Regions from separate parts of the Mus musculus genome. Here region 1 is linked to region 2. A link is a contact called in public Hi-C data. All regions are on one chromosome and are shown on one strand. Each heading gives the region's core, a stretch centred on a gene start, on an enhancer-like site or on the middle of the called end of the contact. The rest is flanking DNA. Distances are from core to core; before and after follow the strand shown. Region 1 has its middle 5.1 kb from the start of Gm35147. Region 2 overlaps Chst15 (carbohydrate sulfotransferase 15).

The links. A called contact is a pair of places that touch in the nucleus more often than the background predicts.
Region 1: a Hi-C map of the G1E-ER4 cell line shows a contact between it and region 2, with 2.0 times the contacts expected there. The contact joins two enhancer-like sites. A contact is called at or near these places in 2 of 15 datasets of contacts at CTCF or cohesin (large pre-B cells and pro-B cells), 7 of 484 Hi-C or Micro-C datasets (CD8 T cells, the G1E-ER4 cell line, the HPC-7 cell line and 3 more), 4 of 115 datasets of contacts at active chromatin or transcription factors (double positive thymocytes, embryonic basal ganglia, embryonic stem cells and 1 more) and 3 of 9 other capture datasets (adipose tissue, embryonic stem cells and liver).

The regions. Positions count from the first base shown.
Region 1 is chr7:132,468,101-132,473,782 of GRCm38.p6, forward strand. No RefSeq gene overlaps it. Among named protein-coding and RNA genes, the nearest start is that of Gm35147, 5.1 kb to the left of the region's middle. Within about 2 kb of position 3,026, at least 3 of the 459 cell types and tissues checked have an H3K27ac peak or open chromatin away from gene starts, as enhancers often do. A contact at or near this core is called in the G1E-ER4 cell line, where this site is marked.
Region 2 is chr7:132,275,905-132,281,687 of GRCm38.p6, forward strand. All of the region lies in intron 1 of Chst15 (carbohydrate sulfotransferase 15), which reads right to left. Among named protein-coding and RNA genes, the nearest start is that of Gm10584, 37 kb to the right of the region's middle. Within about 2 kb of position 2,882, at least 5 of the 459 cell types and tissues checked have an H3K27ac peak or open chromatin away from gene starts, as enhancers often do. A contact at or near this core is called in the G1E-ER4 cell line, where this site is marked.

The sequences.
Region 1 (5,682 bases), core at 1,776-4,275, 190 kb after region 2:
AACAACAGTAATCATGGGCACAATGTGTATATATACATGCTGTGTGCCAGCCACACAGTTCTTTATGAGGTCACTATAACCTCTTCTAGACTGAAGGTCAAAGAAATTAAGGAACTTGCCCTAGATCAAACAAGATATGGCAGGGTCTACAGCTTGAATCCTGATTCTTTTTTTTTTTTAAGATTTCTTTTCTTTCAAATTATAAGTACGCATACACTTATGTACCGGTCTGTGTCCGGGTATGGGTACATCTGAGTGCCGCTGCCCACCAAGTCCAAAATAAGATCATTGGATCCCCTGAAACAGGAGTTACAGGTGGTTGTGAGTTAGCCAATGTGGGCTAAGAATTTAATTCAAGCTCTCTACAAGAGCAGCAAGCTTTCTTGACCTCTGAACCACCTCTCCAGCCCAGTGAAGCCAGATTCTTAAACAGTCTTTTTCATAAGGGGAACAAGAGGATTCCCAGCTGGAGGGAGGGTCATGAGCTGTGCTTAAAGATAGTTGCTGAATTATTCCCTCCCACCAGTCCCACTGCAGGCAGTATTGACAGGAAGGGTCCAGCTGGGCTGACTATAGAATTCCTTGACCAATCTAGGATTGCAGAGTGTGTACCAATATCAACCACTCTCCCTCATCCCACCCCACCCCAACCTTCTCTCTGGCACATAGTAGGTGTTCAGAAAATGGCTCTGGGATAAGCACGTGGTCACATGGCTATTTCTGAATATACTGAAAACAGCCCAGTGGAGTCCAGCTTTCCCCTTCAAGCCACGTTGAAAGAGAAAATGAGATTCTCCAAATATTCGCATGGTTGTAATTCATCTTGAAATTGAAATGTGTTTTCCCAAATTACCCACTGTGGCTGGTTTCAAAGAAGTTACATTCTTGTAGACTTTAGCTTCAAGATAGAGCATGTCAGATGCTGACAGTGAAAATGAAGGGTGCCCCCGGGATGCTTGAAAAGACAGTAGCAGAGCCTGACAGCTTATCCTCCCTAGGATGAGGCCCCAGTCAAAGAGGAGCCCCTGCTAGGATCTGGGAGAACTCCTGCATGGCACCAGCTGCTGGGCCTCCCTAGGGCCCATCCTTCTTTTCATTAACCTGGGGATTGATTCAATAAATCTCATGGCTTCTGATGTTCTGATACCCAGGGTGTGAGTTGACTGGACCCAGATAAAACATCTTACACAAGCCCATATCACTCGTGTGTTAAGAGACAAACATGGGCTGGGGAGATGGTTCAGTGAGTTAAGTACTTGCTATATAAACAAGAGGACCTGAGTTCAACCCCTGAAATGAATCTAAAGAAAATTGGCCATCGTGGCATATACCTGTAAGACCCAGAGGGACAGGAGAGACAGGCAGACCCCTGGGGCATCCAGCCCGTTGGTAAACCGAGAACCACCCACTTTTCAGAACTAGGTGCTCCCCCACCCCCAACTCTGCCTTCAGTGACTCAGTACCAGTGAGTCCCATCATCACTAGCAGCCAATGCTAGTCGGGTCACATACTTTTTTCTATACACTTCTGGCCTCTCCTCTTCCCTTCGTCCCCTCCCCACTTACCCTCTTATCCTCACTCAGAGGTGGTCTTTCACTCCCCCACCCTCCATAAATCTCCTGCATGTTGTGTGGTGTGATTTTTTTTTTACAGCATCCCTGGGCCCTCTGATTGCCAGGAGACTATTTTGCCCTTACACATCCAACCTGACATAATCAGCCATCTCAGGCCAGTGAAAGACCTTGTCTCAAAAACAAGTAGACAGCACCCGAGAAACAGTACCTGAGATTGACCTCTGGTCACCACCACGCATGGACACATACCTGTCACCAGGGACCTAGAACTGCCCCCCTCTAGATAGCATTCAGTCCAACCGCAGGGATGACGGGTTGGGGACAGGAAGACGGTTGTGATATAGGTGCTTATGTGAGCAGAAGCCCCAGATTTGGGGTGTGAGAGAAGCTTAGGTAGGCAGAGGTGGAGTGCTGACATTAGGCCAAGAGCAGGTATAATCAACGATGTCCCTCTGTCCAGTTGCCACCTCTCTGGGGAGACCATCATCTTGATTTGGTTTAGCCTACAGGCTCCACTGGACCTACAGGTTTCACTGGAGACAGGACTGAATGGATGGCGAGAGCATGCAGAGAAAGCTGGGACTAGGCTCAGCATTGACCTATGAGGAAGCCTTAGGGGCAGATCCAGAAGACACGTATCTGCATGGACTTAGAGGTGGGCTCTACAGGGGCATACACAGAGAGCAAGATGGGCTGGGTCTGTTGCCAGATAGTTTCCTGAGTTCGGCCATCTCAGGAGCAAGTTCCACCTTGCTGGCAGAAACAGAACTAAACTCCTGTTTCCAGGCTGCAGAACCCAACTCTCTGGCCTCTTCAGATGGTCCATGCTTGTTTGTTAGCCAGTAAGGGATGCAAAGAGGGAATCTAGCCAAGGCACACAAGTCATAGTGTGCTGCCTGTCCCCACTTAATTGAGTGCGTGCAGCTTGCCCAGTCCTTGTTCTTTATCATTCTAGATTCCAGGTCAGACTCCAGGAGGGGACCTGACTGCAAAAGCTGACTCAAGGACCCTGAAAACAGATGACCCGGATAAGGAGAAGTCACCAGCCTTAACTTCCTTGTTTAACCCCTTATATCAAAATATGATTGGTTAATGCAACTGCCCACCCCACCTCCCCACACATATTTTGTGATCCCATCCTTTAAAAATGTCCTTCCAGGATGAAGTTCAGATCCTGAATTGGCTGACTCCCTGCACGCCGAGAGCCTCAGCTTTCTTGACTGTTAAGGTGGCATGGTGTTCATACTGCAGAATGTAGTGAGAATTGAGTAACTGATTATGGTCAGAGGCCATATGGTTATTTGTGCATGGTACAGTTGCTAAAGTACAGGCCCCAGCCCCCGTCTCACGCCTGCCCTGTCATGCCTGCCCTGCCAAAGGTCCTGCTTAAAGAAACTTTAATTCCTATCTAGTTCAGTATCCCAAAATTCTTTGGGGGAGTAGGGTTGCTCTACAGCAATGGGGGATGGGGGACGGGAGGGGCGGAGTCACTTAGGAGGCAGTCCTCCACCCTGTCCTCTCCAGGAACACTTTGCCTTAGTGTCTGCAATAAGCCACACATAATAACTATGGGTGCAAAGAGGTACCACTGAAGACAAGGCAAGGACCCACTGGGCCACAGTGGGGAGGGGCTGAGTGACCTTCTACATCTTAGAGATTTCTTTCTAGAAGTGGTGGTTCCTCCTCCAGACAGAACCTAGGATGCAGATAAACGTTATCCTCCCTCCAGAATGGATAACGGTCCCTGAGAACCCCATCCTCTGATGTCTGACTGAGCGAGCAGAGCCCACTCTCTCCCAAGTCCTCTGGGAGGTCTTCTAGTTGGTCCTGTGGGATTTGTTTTTCATAGTGCCCTCTGGTGGCTGGGTGCTTGCCATGAGTCAAGCATTTTCTTGTATCCAGCACTTTCCAGGGGAGTTGGGGGAAGCTGGACAGCTTCTTTTTTCAGACAAGGAAATTGAGGAATTCAAAGGTGAAATGACTCCCCCCAGACAGACCTTGCCTGGTCTTGTTTCCTCCAATCAAGTTACTGATGGAGATTTTTTTTAAAAATAAAAATAAAAGGAGACAGGCCAAGCTGGGACCTCCTCATGGGTCAGTCTGGGAGCCTCCCTCGAGGGCAGAAATCAGAGGTGGGTTGGCCTGGAAAATGGTACCTCCTGTCCTAGCATCTAAGAAGGTCCAGAGCTAAGAGGCGCAAGCAGCAAGAGAAGTGTACCCTACCTCACTCAGGGTGCCAAAGCCACTGAGAAGGAGCTCAGGGTACCCACATATACCTGAACACCGAGCACACGGGTATGAGCTACACAGATTCGGTGTCAAACGCTTGGGGGTACGTGTAGAACAACTGCAGTGTAGTCAGCCCAAAATGCAAACCTCGATCGTTAGCTTCTACTTTACCTGACAGCCTTCCTCCCACGGTGCTATAGCAAGCTTAGGGTGAACTTGGTGCCAAAAACGTACTCCTTTTCTCACACAAGAGCCAGGTTGGAATGTAGAAACGTAAAAATCCAGCAGGCTTCTAAGGGTGACTCCTGGTACCACTAGATAGAAGAATGGGGTTTAGATTGGAGCAGACTGGCCCTGTCTCTGGCATGTGACCTTAGCAGAGCACTTTTTCTATATCCATAAGCTTCTTCCATGCTCTTGGGAGGATCATTTCTTCAGGACAGACAGAAACACAGCCCATGTCACCATGTGGTACCTACTAATACCAAGTGACTAGTAATGAGAAGCTGAAATACCTTTGTGCCTCAAGGTCAGTGTTCTCTCTAGGGCCGGTGTTTTGTGTATATACATGCAAACAGGGTATTCTAGAGGTAGTGTGTGTGTGTGTGTGTGTGTGTGTGTGTGTGTGTGTATGTGTGTAGAGAGAGAGAGAGAGAGAGGGAGAGGGAGAAACAGCAGCAAATTTGATTTAGACACCTAATTCCATTTAAAATGACTTTGGCCATAAATCTCCCACTCTCCCTGAAGCACATTTCAGTGGCATGGACATCTTGGGATGAGGAGTCCCCGCATCCTGCATCCTGCTGGCTAAGCAGGACTATATGCACACTGAAGGCACCCAGAGACCCAGACCAACATTGAGTAACGGCTCCTCCTTATGCTTGTGGAAGACCTGCCAGCAGCTGCTTACAGAGCTAGCTTCAGTCAGCCTCCTCAACAGTCCAGAGGTAGCCCTATAGCTGTGAACAACTGTGAGGCTCAGATCCCCAGAATGGCTCTCAATGCTGCATTACTGACTCTAAATAGAGTGTCTTGTTGGGTCTCGATAAGCGACAAGGAGGCATGGTGGGGGTCATTCCCTTGGACAAGATTCCAGGATGAAATCTGGACCAAGCACCCTGCCTGTGACCTGGCGTAGATATTTAGTATACTTCCTAGATCCTGGGCTTGCTGGGGCTCAAAATATGGCTAAGACCAAAGCTCCAAGCCTAGGTGGTTGGATGTGGAGCCTAGATTGGGCACTTACCAGTGGGGAGTCATCAGTCAGTTTCTGAGCCCTCAGGGGGTCCGTGCCTCACTTAAGTAGTAGATATAATAGAGCTGAATATGGCAGGGACCTGCCACTGGAATGGTCTCAGGTCATCTACTGTCCAGGACCACAGGGTCATCAGTACAGCAAGAAATGCTTTCAGAAACACATGGACTGTAATATACGTAGACACCGAAGACTCATTGGCGTCCAGACACCCTGAATGTACTGACACAAGTCACATCTTACACAAATATATTGACACCCACAGACTCAGGGACACAGACATATATACACACACATCACTTAGATATAGGCACCTCCCTTCCACACATAAAAACTCCCATACCCGATAGGCCAAGTGGAGCTTTGACACAGGTGACTGGATGTTGTCACTGCACTGCCTATAAAGCCAGGGTCAGAGTTGACATATTTAGACACCTCCTACGTCCCTGAACCCACTCTACCTCATTCACCAAGCTTACCCCAGGATCTAAGAAGTTCTTAGTCTAACACGCTTGATAACATTAGCAACGCTGGTGGTACCTTGGCTTGGGATCATGACTGGCTCCAAATGGCCCTGTATCAAAGGGCTTTGAAGAACCCACCTTGCTCCTGACACACCTTGCT
Region 2 (5,783 bases), core at 1,632-4,131:
GTTATTGAGCAGAGTTTGGGGGACATGACAGAAACAAAGTTTCATGGAAATGAAGAAACCAAGGGAGGGGGAGGCTCTGTGGGAAATCAAAGCAGCTGAGAACCACCTGTGGGCAGATCATTGGGGACTTGTGCTGGTTTGGAGACGGTATCGACCACTCGAGGCTAAGGCAGAGATTAGATTCTATACAGCCTTGAAAGCTGGTGTCAAGGGTGATATTGGCCCAAGTGCATAAAACGAGGCATGCTACATATTCTTTCCCAGGGCTCTGACTAATCTGTGTAGCTATTAAATAACACAGCTAATGAAAAAAAAAAATCCAATTCATGTGGCTGTACTAGAAGGAGAATGGATCGCTATCATGCCCCGTAACTGGCTTTTCCCACACAGTACAGATGATCCCAGGGACAGCCACTCAGAAACTTAACACTCAGGTGTTCTCCCCTCAGAAGCAGGTAATGCATCCCACCTGTACTTCACCTGGCTGGAATGCCAGCGCTTGGTGCCAGTCGGCTCAGGTTAGACAGAACCTCTGGTGCTCATTCATGTAGTCAACCAAGGCACTCAGGGATACATTACAGCCCTGCCGCCTCCCAGCCAAGGCTCCAAGCTGTACCCCGTGGATGCAGACCAAAACTGTGGGAACCCAGTGCCACTGCGAGAGATCAGATAACTGGTCCCCAAATAGAAAGCATTCAATTACCCAGCCTTTGCTTGGATGCCCCCTATTAACCTATGTACACCAGGCATCATTAGCAAACCATTTATAACAAAATTGTAATGGAGAGACCCAGAAATACCACTTTAGATTAAGTAATTGAATGCCCCTCAGTGAAAGATCGATAAAGGGCATCCAATTTCACCCTAGGAAAAACTTATTAAATTATTGTAGCTAGAAGCCGATAGAGTAGAAGAAAGATGTATGAAACTTCAAAGAAAATCTGGATGGACTTCAATAAATAGCTTCATTTAGCTGAAACATTCATGTATGCCCTCCGGGGGGGAAAGGGGAAAATAGCTAATTACACGATTTCACTTTTATGTTTTAAGGGGAAAATTTTTGATGGGTCTTAATTAACCTTTACTAAAAACACAAAGCCTTCTTCAGTTAGTATGTCTGAATGCTAACATCTTTCCTTGGGCTATGTATATGAACATACTCTTTTTGTCAAGAAGTATTAATCAGTAAGTAGAGGAAGGCATTTTTTGACTCAGCTCCAAGGTATCATAAAGAAACTGCCAAGACCAAGAAGAAAGCTAACAAGAGTTCTGTACAAGCAATAAGCGATATCAGTCTGCCTCTGTGTGTGTGTGTGTGTGTGTACAGATGCGCATGTACACTCACGTAGAAGCAAGAGGCTCGCATCAAATGTCATCATCAATAGGCCTCCTCATTATTTTTTGAGACAACATCTCTCAGTGATACCTGGAGCTCACCAATTTAGCTAAACTGGCTGGCCCACAAGCCCCAGGGATCCGCCACATAGATGCTAGGAGTGTGGGCACAGGGCCTTATTTTGTAAGAGCTTGGCCAATTAAGCCATCTCCCAGGTTCCAGTGTCAATCTTATACTTGAGGCTTTCCAATCAATTAGCAGAACTGAGTCGCTCCTCACTTAGACATTCAGTGTTCTCTAGCTTGTAGAAAGCACATAGCGATCAGGGGCAGGTCAGGATTCCAAGGGACTTCAGACAAGTGACTTATCTGGGTCTTTGTGTTCTCAAATGGTACACAGGCAAGCATAGATCACCCACAGCTTGGGAGTTAAGAGCCTGAATGTTGTGGCCAAATTGCTTGGATTTGACCTTGACAGGACATTAAACCTATCTCCTCTCTGTTTCCTTGAATAAGAAGTGAGAATAATCAAAGGAACTATAGCCTACCAGTGCAATTGGTATCAAGTGAGCTAACACATATAGCTTACTTATCAGGGTAATCTATTGTAAACACTTAATAAATGTTAGTTAATATTTCATACACATAATGCTGGCATACAGTATTACGAATGCTAATTATTATTCATAAATACCATTTAGGATAGATTGCATTACTGGGTTTTATTCATTATTCCTCCCTATAGTCTCACTCTTGTCATGGGAATCACTTTGCACTTTATAATAAAGGAGAAGACTATTTCTTCATCCTCCAGTTTGAGTCAGGTGACCTGCTTTGGCCAACAGGATGAGGTAGAAGAGACCACCTGTTGGTCTCAAGCCCCAGTGAAAAGGGACAGGGCGTGTCTACTCAACCCAAGCCATCTTTGCTGTCATCACTAGAAGAACATGGCTGGGTTGATAGAAGGATGACAGACACGTGAAGGAAGGCTGAGGCCAACATTGAGGAGCTGTAACCCAGCTGACCCAGTCATCCCTCCAGAGATGTTGTTCTTGTCATTCACCACACAGTACAAGCTAGCCAGTATCCTCTGCTAAGTATCCTCTGCTACAGGTAGCGAAGCCATCGGAGCTACAAATATCAGCTTTAACAACTGTGTAACGAGCTTCACAGAGTGCATGCAAAGCTTATGAGGGGCCAACACAGGCCAAGGCAACTCACCAGAGATGCAGTCACTTACGGAGTCCGTCCCTCATTCTGAAAGCCTCTCTTCCTTAGCACCAGAAGCAGAGAATTCCCTGCTGTAGCAATGATGGAAGCCAGAAGGGAGTTCTTCTGAGGTTAGGCCACAGCCACCCTAACACACCACACTGTCTTCAAGCAAATTTGTGTTTATGATAGCCATGGCTGTTTTGTTCCAGTTATCTAGACAACTGACCCCCATCCCCCAATGGGATAGACAGGCCTTCCCTCTAGCCTCTGTGTGGTTATTGTCATTTCTCTCTGTGTCCTCTTCCCCTAGCAAGCTTGTGCTGTAATCTGACCCTGATAGGTTCCTTGCCAAATTTCATCTTTCCTGATGCCTGGAGTCTCTTATCAGTGCTTCCTCTGCAAGTATCCCCTTACCAGGGTCAGCAGGCGCTTCCTGTCTGGCACCAAGTATGTGTCATATGTACCACGGGAGTTTTATTTTGTTCTTTTGAGATAGGGTCTGCTGTGTGACAAGACTTTTCCTGGGGAGATGAACATCTACTCACCCCAGATAATGAGCCCACAACAGACCAAAGCACAGACACGGCTAAAGTTCAACTTGGTGGACCAATGGGTTTTACTGGGGTTGCTTATAAGAATATGGGTGAGGCATTACTTACAGAAGCAGAAATGACTCAAAGATAGCTGCATCACCAAGGCCGACCTCAGCATAGGTGACAGATAACAAAAGCTGGGAAGCCTGGAACATACTGTACAGTCGACAGGCTGCTCAACAGGCAGGAGAGTGTCCTTTCCAGGTGCCTCAGTTGATCTAAATGTTGTGCAGGCAGCTAGGCTGGTTTCTGCTTCTTTCGAGCATCTGGTCTGGTCTGAGTCTTCTTCTCAGCTTGTCGTGTCTGAGAATATTCTTGGAGTTCAATCCCCTTCCATCTGAGGCAACTCTCAGCTTTAATTGCTTTTATTTTGGCAGGGAGGGGCCTACTGGATCTGCTCAGTTTCAGGGACTTCCTGAAGCTATTTTTGAGTTATTTAAGGATGGATATGGGAGGGATACAACAGGGTCTCACAATATGGTCCTGGTTGCCCTGTAACTCCCTATGTAGGCCAGGCTGGCCTTGAATTTACAGAGATCTCTGTGTGGCATCCTGGGACCAACAGCATGCACCGCCATATCTTGCATACCACGGGAGGTTTTATAAATTATATACTTGGCTGTATAATAATTTCATCATCAATATTGTTTTTGTTAGTAACAATGACTTTTTATATGCATCACAGCATAGACAGAGTCCATAGAAAAAGCTATCCTTTCATGGCCCGTATCTGTGGGAAACCAGCATTCTCACAAAGATCCAATCTCCATAGCAAACAGCTCTCCTCTCTCTCGTACCCCAGAGTGATACCCAGAGCTTCAATTTAGTAGAGAGGTGGAACACAGGAAAAAGGGTTTCCATGAAGTCAAAGCATTAAGCTGGTCCTCAAAGTAGGCAGACTCACCTTTTAACTCAGCTCAAATGTTACCAACGCTATGAACTCACACAATAAACTGAGCCATCCCGAGACTTAGATTTCCACGAGTAGTGTGGGAGTAAAATCAATGGTGCCCTCCAGCATGAATTTGAAGAGACAGAAAACGAATAACCTCCACATGGCCCACAGCAAGTTTCCATAAGTAAAACCCAGTCTTTGCATCATTAGAAAGCGCCTCATGCCCTCGCCCCAATGCTACCTGATTTCTACTCACCTATAAACCTATGTCTGGATGTCCAACTTTCCCTACCTCCATCCAATGTGAGGACAGGAATTCCAGAAAGAGACAGGTGGCATGCTTATCCCTAAGTGTCTGAAGGAAGCTAGGAAGAAAGTTGTGACAGAGAGAAACCCACAGGGGACCCTAGGAACTTCTAAAGATCCAATTCATGGTGGGAAACCTCTAGCATATCTTGAAGCTGACAGTGGGTATAGTCGAAGCCCAGGTGAACCCATGCTCTCTAGAATTATCAACCAGGCAGGACAAGCCTATAGGCACCTGCTCATCCAGGCCTGCCTTCGATAGAGAAGAGGTGCAGCATGGTTCTTTGCTTCTCAAGTACATGCAGCTCATAAGAGACAGATAAGGTAAGAGATTCAGGAGCCTGGCACCCCACCTTCACCATCTGCACCTCCACAGACTTCAGCCCATCATCTGGCTTAGCCTCAAGTGGTCCAGCAGCTCATCCAGGCCCGTGGTTCCTTCATTTCCTGGCTCCTTTAAAACTCAACCTAAAGATCAGCTTCTGTCTCCCAGGGGCTCTGCATAAGGAGGAGAGGGAGACTCAACCAAAGAGGAGGAGATGACATGGGCCACTTTCAAGCCTTTTTCTCCAAATCCCTTAGAAGCAGAGGCACTGAGTCTCATGCCATCTCAATTTCCACTTGCATTCGAAGCTGATAGGGGATGCTGGCTGGTCTGGTGCCATGTGTCCTGCACAGAGAAGGAGCCATGGAAAGCAAAACAAGCCTGTGCCAGGTGCTGATTGGAGGAGGAGGAAGAAGAGGCAGTCTGGGTGCACTGACACACCTGAAACCGCAGAAACATAGAAATGAACTTGCAGAGCAGGCAGGTCCAGGAGACTCCCTGTACAATAAGTCCCTCGTCACTCTTGCAGGCGCAGGTAAACAGGCTCGGGTCTATGATGTTAGTTAGCCAGGTTGTAGCAATGCTCTCGAGGCTGAGCACCAAATAGACACTTCCTTGAAAGGCTGTTTCAAAACCTGACAGCCTAAATACCCTACCAGCATGGCAGAGATCTACTGAGCAGGGAAGGGTCTGAGCAGAACTTCCCACATCTCTCAAACCAGACTCAAACCCTGGCTGGTCACCCTTAGGAGCCGTGGCCTCTTTCCGGGCCTTAGCTTGATCATATGGAAGCCATGGCCTGGGGACTGCCCCTTTTGGTTTTAACACTTTCAGACGTAGGATCTGAGATTAATTTCTCTTTAACAAAAACCTACCATCATTGCTTCCTTCTGTCTTTTGCGGCTGCTCAGCATCTAGTTTTCAGCAACTGTTAAAAGCTGGCACAGGCTTTGCTATCTCAGCCTCCAGAGAAGCCAAACAGTCAATCTTAAAGTTTCATTCATCATGGGTTTTCTCCCACTAGAAGCCCACCCTTCCCCCTTCCACCACCATATCTGTCCATTACATGGTATCAGCCCCTTGCACCATACTCAAGCCTGCATTGGGGGGGGGGGGA